Regions from separate parts of the Mus musculus genome. Here region 2 is linked to region 1. The links are chromatin contacts, called in public HiChIP or PLAC-seq maps. All regions are on one chromosome and are shown on one strand. The core of a region is the stretch at or near the end of the contact, and the rest is flanking DNA. Distances in the headings are between cores, read along the strand shown. Region 1 has its middle 54 kb from the start of 4930401O12Rik. Region 2 overlaps G630018N14Rik (a long non-coding RNA gene).

Region 1 (6,320 bases), core at 2,627-5,126:
AAAATGGCTATCTCACCAAAAGCAATCTACAGATTCAATGCAATCCCCATCAAAATTCCAACTCAATTCTTCAACGAATTGGAAAGGGCAATCTCCAAATTCCTCTGATATCAAATTCTAATACCACTTAAAATCCCACAAACCTTAAGATTGTGGTCCACTTATATAACAAGAAAAGGCAGAACAGAATTAATGAGGCATCACTACCTATTAAAGCAGCTTGCATTCACCATAGTGAAAACACGTCACATGGGTGATTTTATTTGCACACTAAATATCTTGAGCAAAACAACAGAAGCAGGAAAAAAAATATTTTCACCTTGAGTGGAGTAGTTGGTCAGGAGACCTCATGAAACTTTATTCAATAGGGTGGGGAAGACTGAAATCACCAAGTTCCCTTTTTATATGCCTTGATAGCTGTAGGCACACAGACCATATTAGAACACACAGCGCACGGGCCCCTGGGAGTGCTGAACTATACCAGAGGGACAAAGAGCCTGCATTGTGGAGACAGTATTTGGGGTTACAAGGAGTGAAGTTTTCCTAGATTTTAAGGTTGAGAGGTAAAAGGGCTGGGACTCACAGTGTTGCCTATATATAAGCAAGAGGCTGAGTGAGGATATTCTGTGCATGAAAGGAGTTTGAGGAGTCTCCATTTGGCTGAGGTCTGAGGCATAGGAAGGAATAGGCTGCTAGCCTGATGACCTTGGCTCAGAAGCCCCAGCAATGAATGACGAAGTTCAGAAGGTCTTGCAAAAGCATGTGGTATGTCCAGGCACGGAATGGGAACCAGCTCCACTGTCCGTGGCCCTATATCCATCTCCCACAAGAGTACCATAGATCACACAATGTAATTTGGACTTTAAACCATGCCTCATCCAAAGCTATGTGATGTAATTTTGGGTGACCACATGATATTAAACACAGACAGAAGTTCAGGCTGCAAATTCTTAAAATAGTCTCTGATGCTAACAAGACCAGCTCGATGTTTAGTTTCCCCAGGATTGAGGGGTTCCTGGAGCTGAGGCACATCCTGTGATGAGACAAGGCCAGTCTCAGGGGGATCAGGATGAGTTGACTCACTACAAGATCACTGTCTCTGTATACTGCAAACATTTTACATAGTAAAAAGGAAGCCTAGGGTTAAATTCTCACAATGAACTCAAAGCAGGCAAGAATGTGGAAACAGCATCAACAGAATGTAATCATGTCTGCTAGCTTTAAGTAAATACACTTACTTTCCATGCCATCCATTTATCCATGCTCCTTCCATAATTCTCCCTCCACTCATAATCCACCTACCCAGCAGACCCCCTACCTGCTCATTCCAACAATGGCATTCCAGCTGTTTTGCTGGATCCAGAAGGAACAGCACTCCCTTCGGTCTCTGAGATTCTCAAAGCACTTGAGTGTGGATGACAGTTAACATCTACACTGCAGTGTGGGGAATCCCCTCTCTAGGCAGGCAGGCATACTTGCATGAGTAATTGCAGGCATGGCTGCATGCAGCCCCTTGCAGGTGAGATCTGGCTCTGTAATGAATGTGGGAAAATCATCTGCAGGGCCACGCCTCCTCACAGCTCTGCTTGAACAGACGGAGTCTTCTTCCAGATCCACAGCTGAGTGTGGCCTTTCACACATCAACCTCAATGCTGACCTTTCCTTTCACTTGCAGCTACTTTTGCTCAGTGGCTTTCTAACTCTACAGAAGGCCTAAGCCTCTTCCCCTGCGACTCAATAAAATGGTTCCTTTCAGCACATCCATTGATGTTTGATTTTTGGAGCACCCAACAAGCATTGCATACAAATTATGATGACTCTCTCGTGTACAATGAATGAAATGTTCGCAGAGAAGTTCGGCGGTTTGCCAACTTCAGAACTACAAAGCCAGAAAGCGTTGAGATCAGGGTCCCTACCCACATTCTGTACTCCTAGCAGCGACCAACCTACCAGCAGCTTCTATAGCCAGCGCTGCCATGGGAGAACAAGGCTTGTGTGATTCTGTTTGATAAAAATGTGCAGATGAAGGGGGTTGAGGTTGGAGTGTCTTCAGATGTCCGGTCAGTCCCCAGCTGTGGTTGACGTATTATAGTGTGGGAGCTACTGAAGCGTGCAGCCAGCAGGAAAACAGCTGTCAGAAGGGTGGTCACAGGGAGGACTGGAAAAAGCAGGACAAGCAAGTGGGTTATTCCAGAAACTCCAGGAGACCAGGGAGGCATGTCACATCTTAGAAGGTGTTGACAGGAATGGAAAGACCAGACAGAGCACAATACTCCAAAGCTCTAAAAATTTAGAAGCCAAGCAAGAGCCAGTACAGAAAGCCATCTTAATCCTTGATGAGTTGAAGAAGTGATGTTAAGAATAGGAGGAGCAAGGGCTGGCTCATGGCTCTTGCCACCTGTGTCTGGAGGGTGAGCAGTGACCCAGGGGTGGATACTCAGCAGAATGCTGCTCAGGGAATACTGTGAGGAAGGACTTGGGGTACAGACCATAGACAAGTCCAGAGAGAGAGAGAGAGAGAGAGAGAGAGAGAGAGAGAGAGAGAGAGAGAGAGAGAGAGAGAGAGCTGGTACCTGTTGCTGAATATAACCATTCAGAGATGAATGGCTGAAGAAAGAATATTAAGAATATTAGGCTCTGATGGAAGTTGATGCTGGGACCTCTTAGCACTGGCTTGCTTTCTATACTTGACTTTGAGAATTACTTCCAAAACAAAGCTTTGAAACGGTCACTGTCTTTTAGTGGGCACTCAGCCACACTTACTCATTGTATGGAGTCTTTAAGGCAAATCCTATCTCAGAGGAAGAGAGAGAGCCTGGAACACACCTCCTCTGTGTTCCTTTTGATTCAGGGAATGTTGGCCTTTATCAGTGAGACAGGTGAGTAGCTCTCCCGGGAGTCCCAAGGCTTTCAGTGATGATATTTACCTTCCTGTGTGGTTGGTTCAAAGCTGTTTGGAATGACTTCTTCATACAAGCAGAAGATGTCCCATTGCTTAATTCTAAATTAAAGTCAAAATAACACACACACACACACACACACACACAGAGAGAGAGAGAGAGAGAGAGAGAGAGAGACAGAGAGACAGAGAGAGAGAGACAGAGACAGAGAGAGAGACAGAGAGACAGAGAGACAGAGAGAGAGAAAGAACAGTGAGCTCTGTGACAATCTCTCCCTGCTCAGGATCAAACAAGGTAATGTGACAATGTGACTTGCCTTCCTTTTGAGCTCCTGGCCAAAATAACCCGAGAGTGGAGGCAGCTGATGTTAGTCACGTCTAATTAAAATTGTTCTGTACCATTTGGTTTCTAATGACGGCCGTTGCATATTTCCTACATAGTGGTTGGTCCATTTGCCTCAATCTGTCATCTAGTTTTCTCAATTAGTAGCAGTAATTACAACTCCAAAGTCAATAGCAGTATCAAAGCAAGGTTATGTAAACACCATAAAGTTATTAGGGATGAAAATAACTGCAGTCCTATTGAGATTACTCACAGTAAAAGAAGGGTGTGACATGAATCATTGAAGAGGAGAAGAATGGAGACTTTGAGGCAAAAGGGCAGCTGTATGGGGGCCAGAGGATGAGATGATACAGCAAGACTGCCCATGGGCTCTCAGGCCTTCTGCTTACAGACTACAGATACAAACAAGCCCAAGGGATCATGATGGGAGAATTCTGTACGTTTCTAAGTGATGAGCTGGTGAGCAGAGTTCAGCCTTGTACTCAGTGCTCTATCCTACAGGGGCAGAAAAGGAAATGGGATCCAGGACTGTAAGCAATGACTATAATCAATGATGTTGCTAATGAGTTTATATAAGGAGAGGAAGTAAGATTGTGTTGACCTACTCAACCGTTTACCCTTTCCTTGTGGGTGTTTCCTAATCAAATCAAACGTCAGCCCACACCCTAGGAGGGCAAAGAAAAGGTATTATTGTTGGGCCACTCCCTGTTCTATTTTTTTTTTCCAGAATGGACAGAGAATTTCCTGCTTTGGATTTATAAGTCTCTTTATTCCACAGGAACATTTAAAATGAGCAAAGGGGCCTTAGTTTGAGTTCTAGCTCTATGTCTGTGGCTGTCAGTCTGTCTATTATGTCTATATGCTATGTGTAGGCGCCAGTACTTATGCCTATATGTTAGACACATATCCCTACATATGACTGTCTAGTCACTGAGACAGCTATAACAGAACAATACACAGACACTTGCTTACACCAACAGTTTTGGAGGCTGAATTCCCAACATGGAGATGTTGGCAGGGTCAGGTCCTCGTGGGGTTTCTGTCCTTGGAGTTACATTTGAGCTCCTTTTTAATGAAAACTCATAAGGGCAAGAAGAGAGGGAAGGAAGAATAAGGGAGGAAAATAACATGAGCAAATTCTCTCTGGTATCATAGAAAGATGCTAATCCATCCCACTGGGAAGACTATACTGTCATCTCTTCATCTGTACAAGTTACTCCCAAAGGCCTTGTATCAAAACCTCTTCACATGACATGGAAACTTGGAACACAGTTCTGCCCACACAGATGATTAACAGAAATCCACCTCAATAGTGTAGATTAACATAACAGACTATTAGAACATTTCCTAGACGTTTAGCCTTCTCCAGTACAAAGTGATTGCATTAGTTTCTGGGGGGAAATTCTTATTGTCCATGGGAGCAAGGAAAATGTTTAAACAGGCTTTGAACGGACTATGCTTGAGAGTGGAATAGCACCCCCTTCTCCCAGATGACTTTCTGAAATGTGTTATCATTGTATGTTTGCTTCTGATGGAACTGGAATAAACCTATTTTTCCATCTCATCTAACTAGTATCAATCCTTAGCTCAGTTCATGCTGACTGTGCTCAGCCACCCTGTGAGTGTCCCAGGTGACCTCTGCAGCTATATGAGTGGTTAGCAGTGCCAATGAGGAGCTGGTAAGTTCACCATGAAGGCAGTGATCTTCCTTTTAAAAATTAAAAAAGAGAGTTATTTATTTTTACTTTATGTGTACGCCTTGGTGATATGTCTATGCATACCACCTGTGTGCAGTACTCGTGGAGGCCAGAAGAGGGAATCAAATTCGCTGGACCTGTAGTTACAAACAGTGGCCCTCTACTGTGTGGGTTCTGGGACTCAAACCCTGGAAAAGCAGACAGTTCTTTTAATAGCTAGTCATCTTTCCAGCTTCACTGCTCTTCATTTTGAGAAGTAGAAAAATTTCCACTTCTAGCAATCCAGCTTTCAGAACTGGCTTTATTCGCTTTCTCCTGAAGTTAGCCTCCTAGAGGATGTAGTATTGCAAGTCATCCAGACTCCCTGAAACCCTCATGCTATCCTCAATTGCACAATTTGGCAGGAAGCACCAAACATCTTTAGATCTGTGACCACACAAGCTCAAGTGAATGAGGTAGACCAAGAATCATAAGCCAAATTCACCTTTGCATTGACCTATTCAGTTCCTATGAAACACCATGATCAGAGCATTCACAACAAGAAGAAAACATTGCTGAGTGAAAAACCCACCACCAACACCGACAATAAAAAGCAGTAAGTGCAGCACGTACCATGTTTTCTAATCTTTTTCAGTTTTAGTTTTTAAAATTCGTGATTATCAGTAGTTTTCTATGTATGTATGACAGTCAATGAAAAGAACTCCTGTATTATCTTCAGTACCCAGGAACTGTCAATTCAACAACAAAATCTTTCTCTTTCCTTTAAGCTCTCTGTCTTTGTTAGAACTTCTTGTGAGCCTTTTGCTTTTCCCTTCACCCTTTCACCCACACTCACCACAAAGAGGCAGGCACCCTGGAAGACAGCCAGAGAAGGAAACGTCCATGGGAACTAGGGTAACTTATAGGGATCTTGCTTCAAGTGCATTTGACTCTGAGTCAGGAGAGCTGGGTACAGTCATCCCCTCTGTCACACTTGAAAGAATGGATATTGTTGCATGGTTTGCAAACCATCTGTTATAAAAGAAAATGAAAGTTCTAAAGCAAGAATATGCACTTTGAATCATTCATAAGCAGCACTGTGAGTAAGATTCTCCAAAGAAATAAAAATCTATCAGCACCTGACTGAATAGCACAGCAAAGTCCTATTTAGTTCCCACTGTGCATGTTAGGATAGGTTGCTTTAAGCTATGATAAGAGAGACTCAATATTTCTATAGCCTCCAACACATTTGATGGGGTTCATGAGAAGGCTTGAGCCCTATATGTGGTGGCATCATCAGTATCTGTGCAAGGAGGAAGGAAGGGAGCTGCCCATGGGAAATATCAAAGCAAGAGTCAGAGTGGCAAAAACCATGTTCTTTTGTCTACACTAGTCTGGGTCC
Region 2 (6,320 bases), core at 1,686-4,185, 140 kb after region 1:
ATGGAGCAGCCCTTTCTGTGCCCATCCTGTGATGCTGTGACATGACTCCAGAGTTGAGGAGTCTCCCTTCACTGTAAACACCCTTTTGCGCTTCTGATAAGCCTCTTGTGAAATGCTTCAAGAATGGCAAATTCCCCGACCTTTGTCTATTGTTCAAACATTAGTTTTAGTGCCTGCTAATGGGTCCTAAATGAATTACATATTAATAATCAGGATGCCCAGTAGAGATTTTCTACTTCCTTCAACTTTTGACATTGCCATTCTTCTATAGAGAACTTTGGCCTTCACACACACACATATGTATATAGAGATATAATATAGATACCCACACGTATGTATGTATGTATATGTATATGTAATATAGATACTCATTTATTCAGGTGCTTCAGCAAGCCATGTGGGTTGTTATTTAGTCAATGTGCTACAATCTGCATTGGCCACCGGAAGCCATTCATTTGGTACCTATGTCCTTTCCATGTGTTCCCTCCTGGAATACATCAAATTCTGCTAAAAACATGCCCATCCGGACTTGGAATATTCTAATCCCCATCTGGAAGCAGCCATCTCTCCAGGGTCCTCAGGCAACTTCATGATTGCCTGAACCTCCGAGAATCCTCTTCTTGGTGCCATAGACCACTCTCCAGGCCATAGACTTGGACAGCATGTTGCTGAGGGCTGAGACAATTGATATTTGTATATCTCAGCAGTGAAAGATGTGGTTCCAAGACTAGGTGATGAGTTTCCACTTTCATCATCAACTTAGAGGACCTCCACGGTGCATATCAATGTCCAGAAAACCTCCAGACCCACTGTATTCAGTGTATGTCCTTATTTTCTCAGGCTCCTGTGTGCAACCAGTGCTACCAGTTTCTCAGCATCCCACGCTGCTCTCCTGCTCACCCTTCTGAGCCGCCCAACCAGTGAGTCTCAGGGTCTGTGACTTCCCTCGCCTGGATTGCCACATTGAACTCTTCAAACACATATTTTAATTTTAATTTAATTTATTATTAACACTGAGTCTGTATATGTATGGTGTGTGTGTTTGTGATTTGGAGTCAGGGGGTACACGCAGGTGCCATAGCCTGAGTATGGAGGGAGGAGAGCAAGTTTCTGGATTCAGGCCTCATCCTTCCATCAAGCTCAGATGATCGGGGTTGGAGCAGCGCTTTGATCTGCTGACGCATCTTGCTGGTCATTGATATGCATTTTTAAACAAAGTAAAAGAAAGAAATGGGAGCACAATGACTATGTTTCCAAAATATCTATTTTTTTCTCACTCTGCGGACATGAAAAGCAGGGAAAGCATAGACCTAAATGGGAGGAGTCAGAGGGAGAGAAGATTCTTCAGGGAAGCATCTACAAGCCATGCCCCCTCTCACAGACAACACTTCGTTAGATTAAGTTATTGCTTCCAGTAATTTTCCACATCGACTACTGAAACTAAAATAAACAGAATTTTCCGGTTTTGGAACTGTTTGGCAGTAACCATAAAATCGGTCAAAGATTTATTACTAACTTATCAGGGGGAAAGTTTTTTCTGCTTTCAGTGTGTGACAGGGCCGAGCAGAACGGAGGAGGCCCCACTCCATTGACAAATAAACCCTGCGAATTTTGACATAATTAACTCTCATTGCTTTTATTGCCCCAGCTGAATGTAGGGTGAGTGGCCATCGTACTTACAGCTTGGCACGTGGCCTCCACTGTTGGGGGAAGAAACAAGATGCAGGCGTCATCACAGGGCCTCCAGATGAAAGTGACAGGAGACAGACATTCTCATTCTTATCTCAGGGGCCCACTCGAGTTTCAGAAGTGGGAGAAGCACAGGGGTGTCTGGTGATCAGCTGCAGCTTCTTATGGCTGTGTCATTGCCCGGTTCCATGAGTGTCCAAATGAGAGGCTCAGCTTGAAGGAATCCGTCTCATCCATAATTCAAACCGTTTAACTCCTCGGAAGAGATGTGCCAGCATTTGCTTTCTAATTAAGATGTGAGCACAATTCGGTGGACTTTTAAAACTTTACAACCTTTTGGGTTTACTTTGGACACGTCTACGTTATTGTAATTTTCTTCCCTACCCACATTTGTGGCTAGTTGAACAAAGCTACATTCAGCGGGACTTCTTTCTTAAATGGTGGCTGCTGTCCACCCTTTTGATAATACACATGGCACTGTCATCCCCATCTGTGTTGGGCTATCCTGGGACACACACACAAGCCTGGACTGGACATTCCTGTAGTGTGCTTCTGGTGAGTTATGCCGGTGAGATCTCTTTAACCCGGTCATCAAAATTCTTTGCTTTGCTGACCGTAGGCTAGTCCAGGAGTGCCTCAAGCCTGTTGTATCAAAAGGGGCCCTTCAAAGGGCCTCTTGGAGTAGACACAAGATGAAGCTAGCAGGGTTCATACACGAGAGTGACTCTCCACTAAGATGTATCCTGAGTTTAGTCACCAAAGAAAGAGAGAAGACACTCAGGCCCACCCCACCACTCCACTACCCCCCACCCCAAACCACCCTCCCCACCCCACCCCACCCCACCCCCGAACCACGGTGTATTTGCTGAGTTCAGAATCCCTTCCCTGGTGGCGTGTGACCTTGCTGTGCCCTGCTCTCCGAAGGTCTGAGTCACCACTGTGGCAAAGGAGTCAGAGGGCTCCTTGTAGACACAAGGGAACAGATAGCACCTTTTAGGAGCCATTGAATCAATGTCAACTGTAGCTTAGGGCATGTCAGGGCTGTAGGAACGGAATACAATTCTATAGGGTGTGAACCAGGCTACAGAACAATAGAAAGAGAGACGGTGTGTTTATGATTAATAAGAAAAATCACGGCCTTTATTTATCCTGGCGCCGTGCCAGCCTGTGGGCCACAGATAGGTGTGTGAGGCCCTTTGTTGTGGAAGCCAGCATGGCAGTAAGTATGTAGGAAGAACCTTCTTCCATTGGCTGGGAAGGCAGCAAGAGGGAGAGAGAAAGTCAGTGCTTTGTGCTGTTTTGCATTTCCTCCTGGGGTGAAAGCAGCAAGGTTTGCCCAGAGTCCTGGCTTGTTAGTGTCCTAACTGCCAACACCACCAGCAAAAACTCTCATAGAAGCCGGGCGGTGGTGGCGCACGCCTTTAATCCCAGCACTTGGGAGGCAGAGGCAGAGGCAGAGAGAGGCAGAGGCAGAGAGGCAGAGAGGCAGAGGCAGAGAGGCAGAGGCAGAGAGGCAGAGGCAGAGAGGCAGAGGCAGAGAGGCAGAGGCAGAGAGGCAGAGGCAGAGAGGCAGAGGCAGAGAGGCAGAGGCAGAGGCAGAGGCAGAGGCAGAGGCAGAGGCAGAGGCAGAGGCAGAGGCAGAGGCAGAGGCAGAGGCAGAGGCAGAGGCAGAGGCAGAGGCAGAGAGGCAGAGGGGCAGAGAGGCAGAGGCAGAGGCAGAAAGGCAGAGAGGCAGAGAGGCAGAGGCAGAGGCAGAGGCAGAGGCAGAGGCAGAGGCAGAGGCAGAGGCAGAGGCAGAGGCAGGCAGATTTCTGAGTTCGAGGCCAGACTGGTCTACAGAGTGAGTTCCAGGACAGCCACGGCTACACAGAGAAACCCTGTCTTGAAAAACCAAAAAAAAAAAAAAAAAGCTCTCATAGAGAGATCTGGCACCTCATCTTATGCCATTCGGCAACACAGTGATCCTGGAAAGCCCCACGTGATTGAACAGGGACGACCGGAAGCTCATCAAGTGTCTGCACTGCACTTCGCTCCAAGGATCCCCGTCTCAGCACCACCGGATAAAAGACAAGACAGATGGTTAAATACAGAATGGGAGCTGGTTCTTCACACTACAAGATGCTGCTCTGTTTCCTCTGCGACTCCTGGGTTGACTTGCTCTAAAGTAGACACCACAAGATGCAGTGACTCTTGGATCCAGGTCAGAGGCAACAGAAAGGCCACCAGGAAGTAGGGTGGAGGCTCCCGGGTTGTGAAGAGGCAGGGTAAACTTTGAGCTCCCACGTATTGGCATCTTGCACGGCACAGACCCAGGATGGTCAGGTTTTATTACCTTTCGGAGAAGCCAGGAGCACTGAATGCTGGAAGTTTTCTAACTGTGTTTGCGTTGGCAGCAGATTTTAGCTTGCATTTCAGTCATGTACCTGTGAACAGCATTTGGTTCACAGGCCGTGACCTTCACCGTGTGGCATCTCTGGAACAATTCCAGGAACAGAGTCTGAGGGTGGAGGAGTAGAAGGCAAAAGGGGGCCTCAGACAGTGCTAAAGCAGGGACAAGCCCTGGAAAAAGTAAGACCTGAATAAAGTTGAAATGGTTAGCCCTCTAGAGGGATCTGAAGGAAGGCATGTGCTGAGGTGAAGGGGATATCGCCAAGTGTGTGGTACCTGCCTTTAGTTATAGCACTCAGGGGGCAGAGGCAAGGCAGATCACTGTGAGTTCGAGGCCAGACTGATCCATATAACAAGTCCCAAGCCAGACAGGGATACATAATGAGACCTTGTCTCAAAGCAAAACATAACAAGAAAGCAAAATTAAAAGGGGGTAATAAACTGAGAAGAAATGACTGGGTATGACGGACTATATAACCTAAACTATCTGGATATTCAATGAAAATAAGAATCACACCAACCAACCAAAACAACAAAGCAAAGACAAAATGGAAGTGAATGCAAACCCCACCCAGGCATTGGGACCACGTGCCGTATAAAGAGCAGTATATAAAACCTGAGAGGTAGGTAAAGCCATTTAACCCTCACGATGCCAGCAGGTGCTCATCTCGGCTCCTCTCACATCAGAGATGAAGAAACTGTCCACAGCTACCTAGGATCACTCACTGCCTAAGATCACGGCTCACAGTGGATTCCAGATTTGTTCTCTATTTCCATGCTGGGTCCTAAAACCAGAAGTGAGAGCACATAAGATGGACTCACCTTGGCTCATCAATGCCTGCTTCCCAGGAGACTTAAATGAGGAGAGAGTCTGCTTAGCTCCATCCTGTTACCTGAGCTGGGTAAACCAATCCTGACCAGAAAAAGCAGGGGCCCACACTGTATCAATGTCCCATTCCCCAGGAGTGCCCTCTCAGACCTTGCTTAATGAAGTATAACAAGTCTAAGCCACGGTTCTTACCCACCAGTAAATAGAGGGCATACCATTCAGGTGAAAGGGAAAAGACCAGGGGCCCATGTCTCACCCTAGAAGAAGAGGCAGAAAGATGGTAAGTTCCAAGCCAGTCTGGGGGACATAGTGAGAGGCTGTCTCAAGAAACCCAAATAAACAAGATGGAAAAGAAAAGAAAGAAAAATATCTTGACTCTAGTCCTATCGAGAATGGACAGAGATAAGCTACGTGGGAACTTGGGTTGTTCATGCCAGACAATGAGATTCAGGAAACCACCAGCCCCTTTCCCTCCTCAAAACAGCCAGAAGCACCTATAATTTCCAAAGGAGAATCTCCTCACTGCTCTCAAGAGCTGAGTGACAGAACACACTAGAGAGGACAGTGGGGTTAGGGCGTGGATGCTCCTGACCTCCACTCACATCCCCAGGGCCTCTGCCCTTATAAACTTCTCTGACCCTCTGATCAAAGTCAGTCTAGGATGTAGCAGGTTTGCAGAATCAAAGCTCACATACCCACACCTCCCCACCAGCTTTGCAGTGCACACTTCAGGTGGAATAAATTAAAAAAAAAAAAAAAGAGCTCGGCAGGGAGTTAAAATAAAAACCCATAATATTCCACAAAGGCACATACTTTACTTCCATTATCATGAACTAGGAACACATGGATAAAGCTTGCCTGATGTTTCCTGGCCAGCAGTCAGTTCAAAAGGAACAGGCCCGGGCGTGCCAGCGGCAGCAGACACTCTATTCACTCTGGCGTTATTAAATAACAATTTATAATGATTTATACATTTAATTTACATGGCTGCCCTTAGAAATCTAATTGCACAGCAGCCCTGCCATCTTCTGATGTGCCGGCTAGAAACAGGACAGTGTAGGCAGTTGGTTCTCAGGAGGTTTTCTGTAGAGGCAAAGTAGGAGGCCTAGTGGCTCAGGACCATGGGGGAAATCAGAGTGTCCTGAAATGTCAGAGCCCTGGAGTTGAGAGTTTCCTAGACCTAAGAACTCATAGGCTTAGGAGGCCCAGCTTGGTGTGTTCTGAAGACAGGGGCTGGTCACAAATCAGCCTGACTTCCAAAACTTTTTGTTTCCTCTGTGATATCAATTCAGTGAGAATGACAAAGACTACTGCACACTGATGTTGTCATGGCTACTTGGGAGACAGGGTATATGGGAGTACCTTGACATTTTGCAGAGCTATAAAGAACTAGAGAGGCTGGCAGGACATTAGA

What was found. HiChIP or PLAC-seq counts read pairs in DNA pulled down with a chosen protein or histone mark.
Region 2: a contact with region 1 is called in an HNF4G HiChIP or PLAC-seq map of pancreatic cancer cells. The contact joins two enhancer-like sites. A contact is called at or near these places in 1 of 15 datasets of contacts at CTCF or cohesin (the NIH/3T3 cell line) and 1 of 115 datasets of contacts at active chromatin or transcription factors (pancreatic cancer cells).

The regions. Positions count from the first base shown.
Region 1 is chr13:31,183,510-31,189,829 of GRCm38.p6, forward strand. No RefSeq gene overlaps it. Among named protein-coding and RNA genes, the nearest start is that of 4930401O12Rik, 54 kb to the right of the region's middle. Within about 2 kb of position 3,877, at least 20 of the 459 cell types and tissues checked have an H3K27ac peak or open chromatin away from gene starts, as enhancers often do. A contact at or near this core is called in pancreatic cancer cells, where this site is marked.
Region 2 is chr13:31,324,961-31,331,280 of GRCm38.p6, forward strand. All of the region lies in intron 9 of G630018N14Rik (a long non-coding RNA gene), which reads right to left. Among named protein-coding and RNA genes, the nearest start is that of G630018N14Rik, 81 kb to the right of the region's middle. Within about 2 kb of position 2,936, at least 43 of the 459 cell types and tissues checked have an H3K27ac peak or open chromatin away from gene starts, as enhancers often do. A contact at or near this core is called in pancreatic cancer cells, where this site is marked.